2 separate regions of the Rattus norvegicus genome follow, and region 2 is linked to region 1. Evidence: chromatin contacts called from public Hi-C data. All regions are on one chromosome and are shown on one strand. Each heading gives the region's core, a stretch centred on a gene start, on an enhancer-like site or on the middle of the called end of the contact. The rest is flanking DNA. Distances are from core to core; before and after follow the strand shown. Region 1 holds the start of Rfxap (regulatory factor X-associated protein). Region 2 has its middle 110 kb from the start of Dclk1.

Region 1 (5,592 bases), core at 857-3,356:
GGCAGAGGGGAAGTTAGTTCCCCGAGGGCTGTTCCCTGAAGAATGACAAGTGACACCGAAATCTCCTCAGACAGAACAATCTTTGTCCACACTTCTGCTCACTTTGGGACAAAATAAATTACTCAGAGGCAATCTACTGCTAATGAGGTACTGGATTCATACCCACAAGAAGAGAGTGGCAGTAAAATATTGCTTACAGAAGCAAACAGCTTTCAGAGTAAGCTGGATGGAAGGGGCCAGGGATCACAGCTATGAGGTCACCGCTACAGAGCACATAGCAAGTTCTGCAATAGCAACCTTTCCCTGAGACTGAATCCCATTACAATGTTGCTCAAGTTAGGGGAAACGTTGTGCCCCTAATAAAACCACGCTCTGACAAAGAAAACTAGGAGAGACTGGCTAAGGGCTGAACCTAGGACCTTGCCATGCAAAGAAAAAGAATGGGCTGTACTTAAAATGCTTTATCATGAGGCCATGCCTATATGAAATTATTAATATTATTATTTTATTATATTGGTCTTGTCCCTTTTATCTACTGGTTTTTGAGTTTATTAAAATAGCCTCTTCCCCCCTTTATCGTGAGATGCTTAGCAAACTTTTGTTATAAAAACGTTTCCATACATTCATGTTTTAGGTCTCAAAATATTAAAAACTCTAAAAGAGAATTCAAATATCACAAAAGCAAAGACAATTTCTTCTTCTAACTCTCCCCAGTTATCCTTATTTATAGCACTGTTTCCTTTACGTACACAATACACGGAATGCTAGAGTTGACTTGACTGTAGAGAACCCTGTGTCTTCACAACTCCAGGCCTTGCACTGTGTAGGTAGGATGTTAGCACCACAAAACTCAAAGACACTTACCGTAGCAATAGTTATCCAGTCTGAACTTCAAAAGGAACTTCTGTGGTAAGGAGGCTGCCTACTTTTTACGGATCTGGTTTTGTTTTTTAAACAGCTCTAATATTTAGGCCGACTTTGCTGGGTTTGAGCTGAAATGCACACCAATTATAATTTCCATCTAGCCAAAATAAATCCGAAGAAACACTAACTGGGCCTTATTTTAAGGCCAAAAGATGAGGGAGGCGATTTAAGCGAGATGAAAACGGACCTAAGTCCACACAGCCAGCAGCAGAATCCCAACTGCAAAGCACACTGGCTTCTATCTTCCCATGCTTGACTTGGATCAAGTAACGCCAAAGTGCTCTGTGAGTTACTACCCCACTGCCAATCCAACTTTTCTTCGGAGCCACGGGGTTTAAGAAAAACAAACAAACAATCCCCCCAAAACAACAAAAAACAAAGGTCAAAAAGTTACAGAAAACTAAAAATAGGGTATGTAGGAAGCCACAGGGTGGAGAAGGGGAAGGGTTTACTGACAAGAGGTGCAGATCACCTCCAAAGTGCCAGTGTCGGGTGGGGCTCTCACTGTCTGCTCAATGGCAATGAGAGGATGAGCCCAGCCCCTTGCGGGGGGACCCTGAGTGTGTACAGTGGAGTGGCACCCACCTCCCCTGGCCCCGGGGCCCGAGGAGCATACCTCCAGTTTGACATTGCCTGTGCTGGCCGCGGCGGGGCCACCAGAGCCCTGTGCCTGGTCGCTCTTCTTCTTCTTGTACTTGTCCTTGTACATCTTGTTGCGGTGCTTCTTACACATCCAGGGCTTACGCTGCTTGGCCACCTGGCTGGTGGTCTCGCGGCAGCCCTCGTAGGTGCAGGTCTTCGAGCCTCGTCTGCGCGCCGCGCCGCCACCCTCGGCATCCTCGTCCTCCAGCTCCTCGGGGCTGGCCGCACTCTCGCCGCCGCCCGCCGGGTCCGATGTGTCCAGGAGGTCGGCGTCGTCCTCCCCCGCCTCATCCTCGGCGTCCGCCGCCGCCTCGCTCCCCGCTAGACCTGGCCTCAGAGCGCTGTCCGCCGCGGCCTCGTCCTGTCGCATCACCAGCACCGTCACGGGAGGGGCCGTCCGGGGACTGGTGGTGCCCGGCCTGGAGCCCTCGGACACAGCTTGCGCCTCCGTGATGCCGCCAGAGCCAGGGTCCGCCACCGCGGCCCGTCAGCACTTGAAAAACACAACGGGACTTCACAAGCGATCCGCCGTACGTCCGGGGACCCGAGCAGCCCGCACTGCACTGCGCGTGCGCAACAGCGGTCTGAGCGCCTGCGCTTCAGAGCTGGGGGGCGGTGCTGAGCAGGTGCAGGACAGAACCGAATGCGCCTGCGCCGCGGCTTTCCGCAAACGATTGCTGAACGCTGGCAGACCAAGGACCCCGCTAGCTTCCAGGCTGGGAGGAACAACAGACAGCAGCAACGATTGCGCCTGCGCAGCTGTCTTCTCGCCGGCGAGCGATTTCGGAGAGCTGGAGACTCAGGAAGCTTGTCAAAGAGACCTGGGCACCGCCAGAAGGCACTTTCTGCCTAAACCCACCCTCCCTAAAGGGTTCAAAGCACGTCTCTTCTGCAATGTCTCTGGGTCAATTAGGAAGGTTTCTGAGAGGAGTTTGAAACAACTTAAGGAGGAAATGGTTTATTTGACTCATGCATCCCAGTCAAGCCGGGTGAGAACATGCTTTCAGCTAGCTTTCTTACCCAGGCATGCCTTTTCTGACATTCCCAACAATGGGATCGTTGGCTTACATGACAGTTCTGTTTTTATTTCCCGCATAAGCTTCCCACTGACTTCCATAGTGGGTGCATAGGTTGGCGTTCACACTAGCAATGTACAAGAGGTCCCTTTCCTCCGTATCCCCACCAGGGCTTGATATCTTACGGTAATAACTGTTTCATCTGGGATGGAATAACACTGTAGTTTGGATTTGCACATTAGGATTAGTGATGTACATTCCATACACCTGTTGGCCTTTGTATGCTTTTCTTTGTGAACTAACTATATCGCCCATTTCAATAGGGTTCTTAGGTATTTATTATTTTTTTTACTTATTTTTATTGTATTTGTTTGAATTCTTTAAATAATTCTGATGCTAACTACTCATCAAATGTAGTTTGCAAATATTTTCTCCCGTTCTAGAGATTGCCTATTCTCAGGTCTTTTACTGAGCCACAGCTTTTTAGTTTGATACCCATCAATTTGTGTTTTTTTTCGCCCCACTTCCTATGTTTTAGAGGTGTCTTATACAAATAGATCTTTGCCCATTCATCTGCCCTATTTTTATTTCTAGTGGTTCACAGTTTTAGGCCTTATATTTCAGTCTTCAATTCATTCTGTGTTGATTTTTATAAATAGGGGTTTAATTTAAGTCTTCTTTTTAAAATCTATAAAGCTGAAATGAACTTTATTCAAGAATGAACCAGTGTACAAAAATATGCTCATATTATAAAAACATATTGAATTGAGTATTTTTTATTCTTTTAAACTCAGTCTTAGTTGTCAGTTTTGTTTGAAGCTTTATTATTATTATTATTATTATTATTATTATTATTATTATTATTAATGTATGAGTACACTGTCACTGTCTTCAGAAACACCAGAAGAGGGCATCAGAGCCCATTACAGATGGTGGTGAGCCACCATGTTGTTGCTGGGTGTTGAACTCAGGACCTCTGGAAGAGCAACCAGTACTCTTAACCACTGAGCCATCTTTCTAGTCCCAAGCTGTTGTTTTTTTAAAGTTTCATTTGCAAAGCCATAAATTTTACTTAGTGTAAGTATACATTGTAAAGAATCAGTCCATTTATAAAGGTATACAACCAATCTTATAAGACATTTTGGTTCCTTGGTTTTCCGTAGTGGAGATCCAGTCCTGGCTTTGTGAGTGCTTGGCAGGTTCTACCACTGAAGCTAGACTACTAGCCTTAAAGCATATACCATTCACTATAGCGTCCTTGTCTCTTCTAAAGCAGTCCCTGCTCCAACTCCCAGCCCCAGGAAACCATTACCCTACTCCCAGTCTCTGGAAAGTTGCCTTTTGTGGATCTTTTTATCGATGTAGCAGACAACACCCAGGAATCTGAGCTCGGTTTCTCAGGAGAGATGAAGTTGGCATACATTGTCTCTAGGCTTTTCCCTAAAGTCTGAATGAATATAGGTAGACTATCTCAAACTCACAATGGTTTGCCTTAAGGTTTTTAAAATTTGTAATGATACAAAGGTAAAAAAAATTTCAAGAAAATACTATCCTTTGGGTCTTCGAAGCTTTATTTTTGAAGTTCCCTATGTCACGCACAGTTTACATTCTATAAATTTATTAATCTGTGCTTTGAACTTTGAATCTGTGCTATAAATTTATTAATCTGTGCTTTGAATCTGTGCTGGCCTTGAACTTTGCGATCCAGAAAAATACAACTTAAGAGAATGGTAAAAAATTTTGGTTAATCACGACAGTATTAACCAAGACCTTAACACTTGGCCAGGTGGGATGAGCTTGTGATCTTAGCGTGAGGATAGGGGTGAGGTGAGAAAGTTGTAAGTTCAAGGCCCCTCTGAGCCCTGTCTCAAAACAAACAATAAAAAATAATCCCCCAAAGAACAAAACATAATAATAGCACAAGTTACCTTTCCTCCTGAAGCCCCCACAATTCCTTGGTTCATACATACTTCCAGAATTTAAAAGCACATAAATGCTATCTTTGCAGTACAAGTTTTTGGGTAGATTTAGTTAGAGCTCTTCATACCACGAATAGCATAATTAAAGAGAAAATGTCACCAGAAACAGATACACAGTTTGAGAACAGGAATTTTATGTTTTCTGTAATACGAAATTGAAATAAATGCTCCTTGAAGTTGAGTAAGATGTCTGTTTCTTGTGCTAGGGTTTTAATATTCTGCTACCAAGGCTTTTTACGTTAGTTTAAAAGCTCTCTGCCATGTTTGTACTTGGGGTGCTTCCTGACTTTGGCAGTGGAAACACTGACACCACCCCTGTCCATACGCACCAGGAGTTGCCACAGTGACACCACCCCTGTCCATATGCACCAGGAGTTGCCACAGTGACACCACCCCTGTCCGTATGCATCGGGAGATGCCACACTGACACCACCCCTGTCCGTATGCATCAGGAGATGCCACAGTGACACCACCCCTGTCCGTATGCATCGGGAGATGCCACAGTGACACCACCCCTGTCCGTATGCATCAGGAGATGCCACACTGACACCACCCCTGTCCATACGCATCAGGAGATGCCACAGTGACTCCACCCCTGTCCATATGCATCAGGAGATGCCACACTGACACCACCCCTGTCCATACGCATCAGGAGATGCCACAGTGACTCCACCCCTGTCCATATGCATCAGGAGATGCCACAGTGACACCACCCCTGTCCATATGCATCGGGAGATGCTACAGCGACACCACCCCTGTCCATATGCATCGGGAGATGCTACAGTGACACCACCCCTGTCCATATGCATCGGGAGATGCCACAGTGACACCACCCCTGTCCATATGCATCGGGAGATGCCACAGTGACACCATCCCTGTCCATATGCATCAGGAGATGCCACACCCAAACCATCCCTCGTCCGTATGCATCAGGAGATGCTGGTGGCAAGTAGCTCCTTTTCTAACGAGTGGGTGGGAAGAGTGTAGTTGGATCTCAGATCTTCCTAATTAAACTAACTAATCTTTCTTTG
Region 2 (5,764 bases), core at 336-2,835, 510 kb after region 1:
AGAGGCCGTGAGAGGACGCTGACCCATTGCAGTCACCGCTGTCCTTTGTCACACTCCTTGATGGCTCAAGATGTTTCTGAGCTAAAAGTCAGGCACCACTCTGAGGGCCGTGGACAAAAGGAAACTCCCAAGTTTGCTCTGGAGTCACAAATGGTGGTGGCTCCCTGGTTCCAGCCAGCACTAGTGACACCCGGCCACGCACACGCAGTTTTCACCCTGAGCAGCTTGTCCTAATAGTGGCGATTGGTGACTGGTATCTGCCCTTTTATAAACAAGGCCCAAGGATGTAGGACAGTGTTCCCTCCATAGAGGAGGGGAAGCAAACCAGATGGCTGGAGCCAGTGCTGTCTTTTACAGTCCCTCGTTTCTTCTTGAATGCAGAATCCTTCATCTGAACTCTGCTCATAAAGGACTACAAAATGCCCACTAGGTGCAGCCTGTGTTTGGCTGTCCTTGGTCCTTGCAGAACTCTAGTTTCTGGATATCTGACTCAGTCTTCTGACCTCCATGGGCACTGCAGATATGTGGTACATGTATATACATACATACAGGCAAGCAAGCATGTGCAGAAAACAAAAATAAAGAGATACTTTCTTGAGGCAGCGAGCTTATTCTGCATTGCACTCTAAGAGTGGGTGCGTGTCCAACCTTATTCAGAGCCACAGAACATACAATACTAAACCCAGTAGAAGCCACGGATCGTGTGACAACGTGTGGTAGTGATGTGTCTGTGTGGGTTCTTCACGGGTAACAAACAACAGCCCTGCTGGAGGTGATGGTGGAAGGCCGGGCTGTGTTTATGTGGCAAGGATGGAATTGCCACCCCTAGGAAAGCTTACCAATCACAAGATAATAATAAGATAACATAAAATTTCATCACAGGTTACAACCGAATGAATCATGAGGATATTGTGGGGGGAGACCAATACTGTATGATTTTGTTTATGAGATGCTTGGAGCATTCAAAGTCATAGAGAGAGAATGTAGCCTGCCTTTGCCAAGGTCAGAGGAGGAAAAGGATGAGGATGTAGTTGAAAGCTAATTTCAGTTTCAAAAGATGAAGAGATACAGTGGAGGTAGCCACATAAAAAAGTAAGTAATAAAAATATTCACCATGGTAACTTTTATGTGCTGGCTTTTACCATACTATAAAAATAAACGGTTTTTCCAACTGACCCCAGGCTAGGAGATTCCATTATGTCTCTGATGGCAGACTTTAGGTTGGGACATTCTTTGCTTGAGGTTAAAAGGCCAGTGTGCTGGGATCCAGCAGGCTCAGTGCCACTGCTGTGCAGAGAATCCTTGCTATTTACTGCAAGAAGGACGCAGCGGCCTGCATGTGGTCCCCTCTGCAGAGACAAAGATCACTTTGAGGACTTACCACAGGGTAACGCATTGAGAATGCTTGCTACACTCCAGCTTCCCAGACTTGAATGAGGTAAATGACCAGGGCTGGCCTGCAGCCACCAGGATTTGTTACCCATGAATCAACACCACTTGACGGGGGAGCCGACTCAGCATCTTTTTCAAAGAAAGAAGTATCCAGTTCATTCCCTTTGGGCTAAGATCGCTGTGAGTCACTACTTTGGCACCAGAGTCGGAAAGCAGAGAGAGGCAGGGCCTCGGATGAAGCAGGGCAGCACAGACCTGAGGACTGCACCTTACAGATGCTCTTTGCCTCTCAACCTTTCTGCCCGCTTGCTTTCTGCCTGTCCTGGTCCTGACCCCCTGAACGGGACGGGCTGGCTGACATCTCTGTATCAGGGCTCCATTATCTATCACTCTATGGTTGCTTGGGAAGCCATTTGGGACCACTTTACAGCCATTGGCCCACGACCTCTGCCATGGTCTGACATTTTGAGCCCCCTTTGCCAGGCTTCATTGAGAGATCGGGGACAGGTTGGCTAGTGAGTAAACTCGGGGGTGGGGGTGGGGTGCTCGCGTTCCTTGTCTTTAAAACAACACATATAGTCTCCACTTAAAAAGAGAGTTTTTCTGAGGACCAGAGAACCAGAGGAGGCAACGAATGGGTGGGGCTTCGCAGTCGGGGACAGGGCACACAGGGTGTTCTTACTCGGGTTAGATTTTAAGTTCTTAAGACTTAAGCTTATTTCATAACGCTTTAGAACACAGCCACGCGGTTCTGATGACCAGTGTCATTTCTGCAGTATTTCTTTATGAAATGGAGTTTATAAAAGGTGGGGTGTGTGTAGAATTCAGTGGAATTGCTGCAAGGCAAGCTAGCTTGACTTTTCTGGAGTTCTTCTGTCACCCTGTGGACAACTGTGGTATTGCATGTTGTTTCTTCCCAAGCATTTACATTTTCTATTTTGTTATTAAAATGGGAAAGCATTCTACTGTGTACCTTTCCCCCCTTGGTTATAATCTAATATTAAGGATTAATAGCGAAATCCAATGCATAATAAAATCATCACACATTGTTTTAGCTAGGGTTTCCATTGCTGTGAGCAGACACCATGACCAAAGTAACTCTTATAAAGACAACATTTAACTGGGGCTGGCTTACAGGTTCAGAGGTTCCGTCCATTATCATCAAGGTGGGAAACATGGCAGCATCCAGGCAGGCATGGTGTTGGAGAAGGAGCTGAGAGAGTTCTACTACTTTTTTCTGAAGGCAACCAGGAGAGATTGGCTTCCAGGAATCTAGGAGGAGGATTTTAAAGTCTACCTCCCACAGGGGCACAGTTCCTCCAAGAGTACACCTCCTAATAGTGCCACTCACTCCCTGGGACAAACATCTTCAAACCACCACACACACAGGCTGACTTATTATATGGGAAAGGACAGTGTAAGTTGCACCCCCACCCCCAAAAGAAATCAGTTCTTCAGAGTGTGGTTTTAACACACATTACTAATGGAAGTTCACAGATATGTTTGGAATTGATGCCAATTTATAATAGAGCAGTGGTAATGAGCCATTAAGACCTCCTTTGGGGGACAAATGGCCGTCCTGGTTCCTGTAATATACGCATCTGAACATGGCTTGTGCTTGAGGTGTCAGTGTACACTGCCTGCCAGAGAGCAGGACCATTCTCTCACGAAGCACTGTGACAGGACGGCCTCTTCCCACCTTGAATTCACCCACAGGACAGAATTCAATGTCTTTCTACCACCGGTACACCTTTGGGGTGCTATCTAGAATGGCATCTCTTGAGAATGCAAGTGTCCCTGGGCTTATTTATCACAACCTTAGTCTCTGCTGACTCAGATGACATTGCTGAACTGGAATATGCTAGACCCAGTCATCCCTGGTCCTCAGTCTCCTTGAACAATCCTAGTAAGGGTACCCAGTGGGTCAGACCAGTCAAAGCAAATGTTGGCAGAACTGATCAGATGAGGCTCAGGATGAAAGGTGGTTGGGTCTCCCTTATTTGGGGCAATCGCCAGGTGGTTGGCCCGCCTGTCCCTCTTACCACTCCCAGGAAAGAGGCTCAGATAAGAAGACTTTGAGTTGATCGTGGTGTCAACTGCATCTGGATCTGCATGTGCACTCTCTGAGGAGCGTCACCTATAGCGTTTGTGACGTTCACAGCTCTCTGCTTGGTTTCTTAGGGCCTACTGAGGAATGGCTGACACAACTTGAATGCACACATACCCCAAATACAGCATGTTATTTTGACCATTTTGCAATATCTGGTGAGGTTGTTGAATGTTTCCAATTTATTTCCCTCAATAATAAAATCCAGAGTCCATGAGGCTTAAACCTCCAGGTTGCTTCTGCGGCTTTGCCTCTTAGCACACAGGGTTTCTACTGATGAGCATCTCAGCCCTGCCCACCTGAGGTACCTGAAGGTGTTACAGGTGAAGTGTCCAGTCATGCCTAGCTTCCAACCTCAAAGTAGTTGAAGGAATGGGAGGGTCACTCACAGAGCACTGCTGCTGCAGGAGATGCCAACTTGTTAAAACAGTGATCTCTTGGAATCAGTTTGGGGCGTGCTTAGGAGAGCCACAGGACAGGAGTGGGTGGAGATGCTGTGGAGTGGAAAGAGGCGAACCTCGGAGTCAGTGGTCACCACTCCACAGTGGAGGATTTTAAGTCTGCAGTTGGAAAAGGAGATGCCCCGGGCACACAGGAGTGCATGCTGGGAAGGGCTGCATCAGACAGAAGTCAGCTTTTCTACGAAGCTTCCAGTCAGCACTAGTGGGCAGCAGGGGTGTTTGTCACATGGTTCTTATCTTTGTGCCAAGTGGCCCTGAGGACCAGGATGAAATCTCCCCAGGGTCGCTTCGGCAGCCTTTGGGTCCCACGCGTTGCCTTCATTCTGGCTCCTTGATCTGCTTAATCCTTCTCTGCTTCCAGGAGCTGCCCTGAGCATCACATGGACCAGTTTTCCTCAAGAAACTTCTTTTTCATCCTCCTTTCTCAGTTCCATTGAACCCAGCCATTCTTTTGTGCCCTGGTGGGAATTATAGGAAGGGTGTTGGGTTAACAGGCAGGCAGTCGGTTAGACAGCTCTGCTTGGTGGTCTGACCTATGACCTGTGACTCACCTCTTCCAGGCTGAATGTGGTGTGATCATGGGAATCCACTCTCACTTAATACATGTGCTGTCTGACTGCATGCGGCTTGTCTTTCTTACTCGGAAGCCATTTTCCTTCAATGCTGCTCCCCCGCCCTTAGCTGGTCCCAGGCTGCCCGAGTTCCTCCTCTCCTACTGTCCAATGTGGACCGACTCTGGACTAACATCAAGGACCCTGAACTGGGGCTATGCCTTCTGCTTCCCCACACCAACTTTCCCTCCGCTCAAATTTCAGAAAAGTTGGGGACCTACATAAAAATCCCAGCAGTGTGTTAGAGTAATATGAGATAGTAAAAATAAAGTAAAATTTAGATCTTAAAAATATGTGTGAAATTAACTTTTATTCTTTTGGGCAAAATGTTAGAAATCTGTTTGGTTAAGGAAATCTTATTCACAAAAATAGTGTCAAAGCAAGAGAATGGCCTCCAACGTGGGAGAATAATATATCCTTTTAATCTTCTAGTATACACCAGAATGACTGCTGTCTGGGGCAGATCTAGGATTGTCCTGGGAAAGTGGGACATCTAGGCAGCAACTCTGTAGGCAAAGGCCTTCTCTGTGGCTCCCCATAGCAGATTCTGATGAAAAGAGACAGTCCATGGTTTTAAGGTGTTTATTGTCATGGCAGAGAGTGGAAGAGTAAAACTGTACTCCACTTCTCAGGGTGAAACTGGGATGAAATACCTTTTGCAGGGAGGAGTGTCTGGGAAGGGAAATTCATTGGCTAAGCTTCCAGGCCTTTAGGTACCTCTTTATAATGGAGATCTGTCTTGAACCTACATGACCTGTGGTCATTGTCCTCTACCTGTGGAAGGGCTTAGGGCATTGCCCTTATGTGACTGATGTCCACAAATCTATGGAGGTCTATGGCTAGTGACAGGGGCCTGGTTCCCTGGGAGTCAGGGTCACCGGGGTTTCTAGCCTTAGCTCAACCATGAACCAGGCTGCCTTTCAGGGTCCCACAGAGCCTAAGTATAACAAAATATTAGAAGGAAACCCATGCTTCAGGAGCTGGGCAGCTCATCAAGCAGAGAAGTGAGGTTCAGAGCCCATGCCAGGTCAAGAAGATGGCAGACTCCCTGTCCATTGAGGGCACTGCTGGCTGGCTGGTGGAGGGCATGGCCCCTTCATGGTGTACCCCCACATGCCAGAAAATGCTTCTGTCTGGGGCTTCCTTCACAAGGACACCAGCCATTTATGAAGTCCCATCTATAGAACCCTTCC

What was found. A called contact is a pair of places that touch in the nucleus more often than the background predicts.
Region 2: a Hi-C map of the A7r5 cell line shows a contact between it and region 1, with 8 times the contacts expected there. The contact joins the enhancer-like site here to the promoter of Rfxap in region 1. A contact is called at or near these places in 6 of 12 Hi-C or Micro-C datasets (the A7r5 cell line, Schwann cells, frontal cortex and 3 more).

The regions. Positions count from the first base shown.
Region 1 is chr2:141,160,291-141,165,882 of GRCr8, forward strand. Rfxap (regulatory factor X-associated protein) reads right to left here and starts at 2,107. Exons shown (of 3, transcript NM_001044263.1): 1 at 1,541-2,107. The coding sequence starts at 1,936.
Region 2 is chr2:141,674,761-141,680,524 of GRCr8, forward strand. It overlaps a transcript of Dclk1 not described here. Among named protein-coding and RNA genes, the nearest start is that of Dclk1, 110 kb to the right of the region's middle. Within about 2 kb of position 1,586, at least 31 of the 93 cell types and tissues checked have an H3K27ac peak or open chromatin away from gene starts, as enhancers often do. A contact at or near this core is called in the A7r5 cell line and Schwann cells, where this site is marked.